Regions from separate parts of the Mus musculus genome. Here region 1 is linked to region 2. A link is a contact called in public HiChIP or PLAC-seq data. All regions are on one chromosome and are shown on one strand. The core of a region is the stretch at or near the end of the contact, and the rest is flanking DNA. Distances in the headings are between cores, read along the strand shown. Region 1 overlaps Pkp1 (plakophilin 1). Region 2 holds the start of Lad1 (ladinin).

Region 1 (2,933 bases), core at 329-2,828, 77 kb before region 2:
GCGCTGTAGCTGCTATGGCGATCGGTTCTGATAGCAGTTGGTACCTGCTCAGTTTCATGCCTCTCACTGTATATGAGGAGACCCTAGGGGCTTCTCACCCCCATAAGGAGGACCTGGAACCTACAGCCAAGGAGGCCAGGTCACAGGAACACTGGGTGTCTCCAGAGAGAAAGACACCTCCCAAAAGCCTCTCAGGCTACTGATCAGAGTTCTGTAGTGCCCCCAGACCTGGGCTGCAGCCATCTAGATGCTTTGGGAGCTCCGTCTTCAGTTATCTGCAAATGTCTCGTAATACCATTATTACGTATTGTATTGGTAGGTGCTCCCAGTTCATGCTCTTCGGAGGTCAAGAGAGACCCTGAGTGTTTGTTACTGGCCAGCTTTCTCACAAAGTCTACGTACACTTTCGAGATGGGCACCCAAACGTTTGTTTTTTACATTTTAATGTTTTTCTAAGGTGGCTCATCCCTATAATCCTAACAGTTAGGAGGCTGAGAAAGAATAATTATGACTGGACAATGAGTTAAGACTATTTCAAGCAGACAGACAGACAAAAAAATCAGTAACAAAACGTATTTGGGCCCTGGAGCTGGACTACAGTGGAGTCTGCCGTTGTTCCTCTTCTCAGATAGGAACTGGTTGCCAATGGGGAAGAGGAGGTGCAGACCTTTAATCCTAGCACTCAGGAGGCAGAGGCAGGTGGATCTCTGTGAGTTCAAGGCCAGCCTGGTCTACAGAGCAAGTCCCAGGACAGTCAAAGATATACAGGGAAACCCTGTCTTGAAAAACCAAAGAAACAAAACAAAACTGTTAACCAGACAGTACCTTTGGGATCATGGGCATCTCTCGGGTGTTTCTGGAGTGCCCCTGAGTTTCAGGCTGTGGTGACATAATTGCAGCTGTGTCTCTTTGCCTTTGAGACTCCACAAAGAGGAACACCCACCCCAGCCTCCTTCAAGGCCAAGTGGCACCTCTGTGCCTGAATGGACATCGGGGAGTCCGACCAGTGTGGTTGTCCTTACAACTGTGTGCCAGGAAATAAGAAGTCCAGCCCAGTTTGGGCCCTCTGCTTCTCAAGACGAGTCAGAGACTGACTCTCTCCCTGATGAAGTTCCATCTTTAGTAACTCAGATCTCAGCAGCTCACTTACTGACTCAGACTGCTAAATAAGCAACCCTCTGTGCCTTTCAGAGAACTCTCTATGCCTTGGGTCCTGTGTGCCCCTCTTGGATGCCTTGTTGGTAAAGGAACAGAGTCTAAAAGGCCCAGGAACACTCAACAAAGTATCTGCATATCAGATATAGCTTGTTCCGCAGGAGTGGACAAATCCCTAGTAAAATGCAAGACAGCTTGTTGTCATTACTGTGTAAGGGTCCTCAGTGGGCACAGACAGGCAATGGTAGTTGAGAGATTAACAACCATGAAGCCTGTCCTGCAGGGGCTTTCTGGTCAGGTCCTTTCTCTAGAAAGCTCTCTCTGGGCCCACAAGGGATGAGGACTCTGTGAAGTTGTATGCATACTGGCTTTCATGCAAAGGGCGTGGGGAGATTGCCTTGCTGAACATGGCCCTGTTGGACACTCCACTGGGTGTGTGACTTGCCAGGCAGAGAAGGGTGTGTCCTGTGGCAGAGCCAGTTTGGCCAGCCCCACCTTGTTGGCAGAAGCGTGGTTTCAAAATGGGCTAATAGCTGGGGACACGGACACTCTTTTCATCTTGGCCTGCCTTGCACATACAGCTCCCAAAGAGCTAGGCAGTTTCTGTCTGGTTATGCAGAATCGAAATAGAATTTTCTGGGATCAGCCAGGTATCAGCTATATCCCAGGTCAGGGTAAAGGGAAGTGTCCTGAACCTCAGCAGAGCTCAGTCTGTGCCACCTGTCTTGCCCTGCTCAGAGGCCCTCCTATCCTCTACCAGCCCACTTCATCTGTGGTAGACTCCTGGGCAAGGAGGCCATGGGGAACCCAGTGCTCAACAGCAACTGGAGCCTCCATTCCCAGGAGAAATCCTCTCTTTTCCACCAGTGCATGCTGGGAACCCAGCCACTGCTCACACACACACACACACACACACACACACACACACACACATAGACACACACACACTACCACCACCACCACCACCACTACCACCACCACTCATCGGGCTAGGCACAGTAAAATGCCTTTTGCTTGAAAAGCTTGGGAGAATAAATGAGCCCTGCTGTGATAACCAGAGAGCAGACAAGACCAGGGGATATTAGGTGTGCAGCTGGAGGAGTCCAGCTGTGGGCATCCAGAGCCAGGAAGGGGCACAACAGACTCGATGTAGATGACAGGTTTGGGCAGAGACTTGAGAGAAATGTAGAGTTCAAATGGTGGGCAGAGAGCAGGTGAAGCAGGGGCCCAGGGTATGTCTGCTGTTGTGGGACAGTGTGAGAGGGAGGTGTTAGGAGGGAAGAAATGGCTGGCTGTGGGGGTTATAGAGGGCTAGAGGGAATAGGGTCAAGTTGATGTGCTTGCCTGGTAAGTAGCAGAGATACAGTAAGCTCTGCAGCAAAGTTGGGACTGACGGAAGCTTTGCCTGAGAAAGGCAGGTCTGAGTGTCTGAGGAGGCAGGGCCAGGGGGACCCTGGGGTCTGGTGGGAGAAGTTAGGAAGTGCCTAGGACCACAGTCCGATCGGTAGCAATACAAAAGAAGAAAGCAGAGAGAACAGTCAGGTGGGTGCCACCTCGTCCAGAATGGCTGCTTACTGTCCTGCCCGAAGACTTCAGCAAATACAGGTTTCTTGGGCCGTAGGAGCTTAAGAAATGTATTGGTTTGCTTTGATCCAGCTCACTCTAGAACTCACGTTCCTTGCCTACACAGTGACCCAGTGGGCTCCTGAGAGCTTCCTACCTAAGGATGAGCCGGAAGAGAGGGAGCATCAGTGTGGGTTGAAACACCTCCGTCTTCA
Region 2 (3,078 bases), core at 377-2,876:
TCCCTTTCCAGAGCATTGGTTCTCACCCTCCTTGGAGCCTATCCTTCCCCTTCACTGGATACCATGGCCCTCTCTGCACTGAGGCTGAGGTGAGGGACAGCCATACTTCAGAGCAGTGTCCTAAGGCTCTGAGGAGGAAGTCTTCAAACCAAAGGATGAACTGTGACAGACTGTGACTGAAAGACTCTGATGCCCTCAGGGAGGTGCTGAGGGGCAGCAGCTCTCAGTGTGAGAGATGCCTTGATAGGAGGTGGTACCCATACTGGGCTGCACCTGCAGTCGTAGCTCCGACCCCACAAAAGACCTGAAGACTGAAAGCCCACTTGAGAGAAGCCAAGAGGCCAATTTTACCCTGACTGGAACCTGAGGAATAGAAAGGACAGGGCTCTGGCCGGAGCCTCTGTTACCTTTAGGACAAAGGATGCCTTCCCAGTTAGGGACTCAGTGTGAGGAATTGGAAGAACGGATGCTCATTCCAACACTTCTGGAGAGGGAGGGGCAGCTCCAAGAGGAGCCACAAAGAGAGGGGCGGCCTCCTAGATACTGACCCCTCCTAGGCTTCTCTGACCCTGATAGGCTGTCCAGCAGGCAGAAATGGCAAAGATATTCTCTGACCCATTGAGATTCACAAACACAGATTGTAGCGCAGACAAGGATAACATCTTACCTCAAGTGGCATAGATACCACTCCAAATGTTGTGCTCAGAATTTGAGCCTCTCTTTGGGATGGGGTGGGGGTGCTACTTTCTCTGATTCTATTCACACACCCGGGTTCTGTTGACTCCATAAGGTGGGGCTAAAGGACACTTCCCAGATCCATTCTAAAACTCTTAACAGAGGCGCAGAGGCTGAGGGTCCGCTCAAGAATAAGTCTTGGGGTAACTCTTGAATTTTCCCAGCCCCCTAAAACGGTCCCTTGCCCTCACAGACAGTAGCACCCTGGGCTGTCCAGGCTGCGGAAAAGCCTTACCCTAAACGTACTGGTTAAGACCTAAGGGGACAGGAAGCTGAGAAGGAGCAAGGAGACCACCCGCTCTGTCACCTAGGGGGACCAGAGTTTGGTCTCAATTCTATCCCCACCGAAAAGCAACAAGACCAGTGTCTCACTTCGTCCGGAGAGCAGGCCTGTGTCTGGGAGAGGAGATCCGAAGGGGCACAGCTCCCACCCCCCAGCCTCGGGCCACCCGGCCCCTGTGGCTGCACTCACCTGGACAGCGCGGACCAGTCCTTTCTGCTGACCGACATGCTGCCGAGCCCCACGGCCGCCGCGTGCCGAGCTCCCTGCTCCGCCGCTCACCTGCGGCCCCTCCCCGCGCCAGGTAGGGTCACATGGCCGCTTATCTCAGCCCGGCTCGGCCCCGCGCCGCCGCGCTCCCATTCGCCGGCCGGAGGAGCGGCCTCTGAGGTGTGGGCGTCCCAGACAAAGCCGCGCTGATCACCGCTGGGGCGGGTCTCCCGCGCGGCCGCTCTGCGGGACGGTCGCACCGAGCTGCGGGCTGCACCCACGCCGGGGCTAGCGCGGGGCTGCTCTGCTGCCCCGGGCGAGGGCGGGAGACTTCCTGCTCAGAACCAGTTGGACCAGCTCGGCGCCGGCCCGCGTCTTCCCTGGGAGTCGCGGTCCAGAGTGCCAGGGAGTCGGGGAGGGGGTTGGGGGGAGGACGGAACCCAAAGATCGGGGTCAGGCTGAGCTCGCTGCCTGGAAATCGACTTAGCCGGCAGAAACCCAAGAGCTGGAAGGCAGGGAGAAAGGTTAGATCAGGTACCGTAGTCTTGGGTGTAGAGTGCCTGCAACGGTGAAGAAGTAAGGGGCTCCTAGAAAACACCCCGGGGGTCAGAAACTACCTGAAAGACTCGGCTTAGATAAGCAGACACTGCGTAAGAAAACCAGCCCCTCCTCAAAGGAGCTGAGACTCAAGCCCGCCAAAATAGAGTGGACACCGCTATGAAAAACCATATGCGCCAAAAGCACGGTCCTGTTCCTTGATACCCCACAGGTGTATAACTGTGTCGTAGGAAGAGGGTCCATAAGTAACTGAGATTAATACTGCAATAACCTGAGGCAACTCGGACACCACCCGTGGGAACCCGTGGGAACCCGTGGGCGAGCGCAGCACCAGCTGCTTTCCACTCGGGAACCTACCTCCTTACTGAATGTGTAAGGTCAGATACCTAGATGGGGAATTTTATTTTCCTTGAAAGATCAGAAATGGAATCAATAGCTGCTACTGGCACTGTTCAGAGAAGGCTGGGGTGCTGCCCAGCACACAGGATGGGATGTCAGAGTCTGGCCTGATTGCCTCTCGAGATCTACCTGCCTCTGCCTCCTGAAAGCTGAGGATGCTGGAATTAAAGGCAGGAGCCACCACTTCGAGCTGGAGGGGCCATTTTTGTAATCTACAAAGGAAACGAAGAAGGGGATGGGGGAGGAGTGTGTAATCAAAGGTGACACTGAACAGGAAGTGGGGTTAGCAAGAGCTTTGGGAAGCTGAACTGTGGGCCCAGAAGTGATTCACATACCTCTGCCCGATGTGAGAGGAACTGGGATTCAGGACAAGGATTCCAGAGTCAGGGATTCAGGTCAAGGGACAAGGATTCCAGAGGTCTTAGGGAGGAAGTTGACCAGAGACCAACAGAGGGTTTCTTGCCATTTGGACCTTATGATACTCCATTTGGGGACCTGTCTCCATATGGTCAAGCTGTCAACTGCATTCAACACCCATTTGAATTAAAGGTTTTAGAAAAAGCTGTCCAATAGTTCATTGGATGTTGGTGTGGGAGCTCGGAGAGACTTGGCACTGTGCGCCCCGTAGCCCATGGACAGGGGATGAGTGGGAAAGAGGAGGGAGGGAAGTTTCAATAACATGGAGTTGGAATCTGTGTCCATGTCCTGGCTTCCAAGCATTGAAAGGGAATCTCGCCTCAGAGTCGCCTCAACACTTTGCTGGGCACAGGTGTGCTCAGTAGCAGTTTGGATCAGTAGCAGTTTGAAGGATCACACAATTTTGGGAAGGTCATCCATCCTGTTGAAGGTGACATTGGGAGTCTGAGTCATGGAAAGCTGATATCCAGGGGGTTCTA

The links. HiChIP or PLAC-seq counts read pairs in DNA pulled down with a chosen protein or histone mark.
Region 1: an HNF4G HiChIP or PLAC-seq map of pancreatic cancer cells shows a contact between it and region 2. The contact joins the enhancer-like site here to the promoter of Lad1 in region 2. A contact is called at or near these places in 3 of 39 promoter capture datasets (embryonic stem cells and macrophages), 1 of 484 Hi-C or Micro-C datasets (cerebral cortex), 1 of 115 datasets of contacts at active chromatin or transcription factors (pancreatic cancer cells) and 2 of 9 other capture datasets (liver and pancreatic islet).

The regions. Positions count from the first base shown.
Region 1 is chr1:135,894,251-135,897,183 of GRCm38.p6, reverse strand. All of the region lies in intron 2 of Pkp1 (plakophilin 1), which reads left to right. Among named protein-coding and RNA genes, the nearest start is that of Pkp1, 23 kb to the left of the region's middle. Within about 2 kb of position 1,578, at least 20 of the 459 cell types and tissues checked have an H3K27ac peak or open chromatin away from gene starts, as enhancers often do. A contact at or near this core is called in pancreatic cancer cells, where this site is marked.
Region 2 is chr1:135,817,146-135,820,223 of GRCm38.p6, reverse strand. It overlaps Lad1 (ladinin), which reads right to left and starts at 1,626. Exons shown (of 10, transcript NM_133664.3): 1 at 1,208-1,626. The coding sequence starts at 1,245.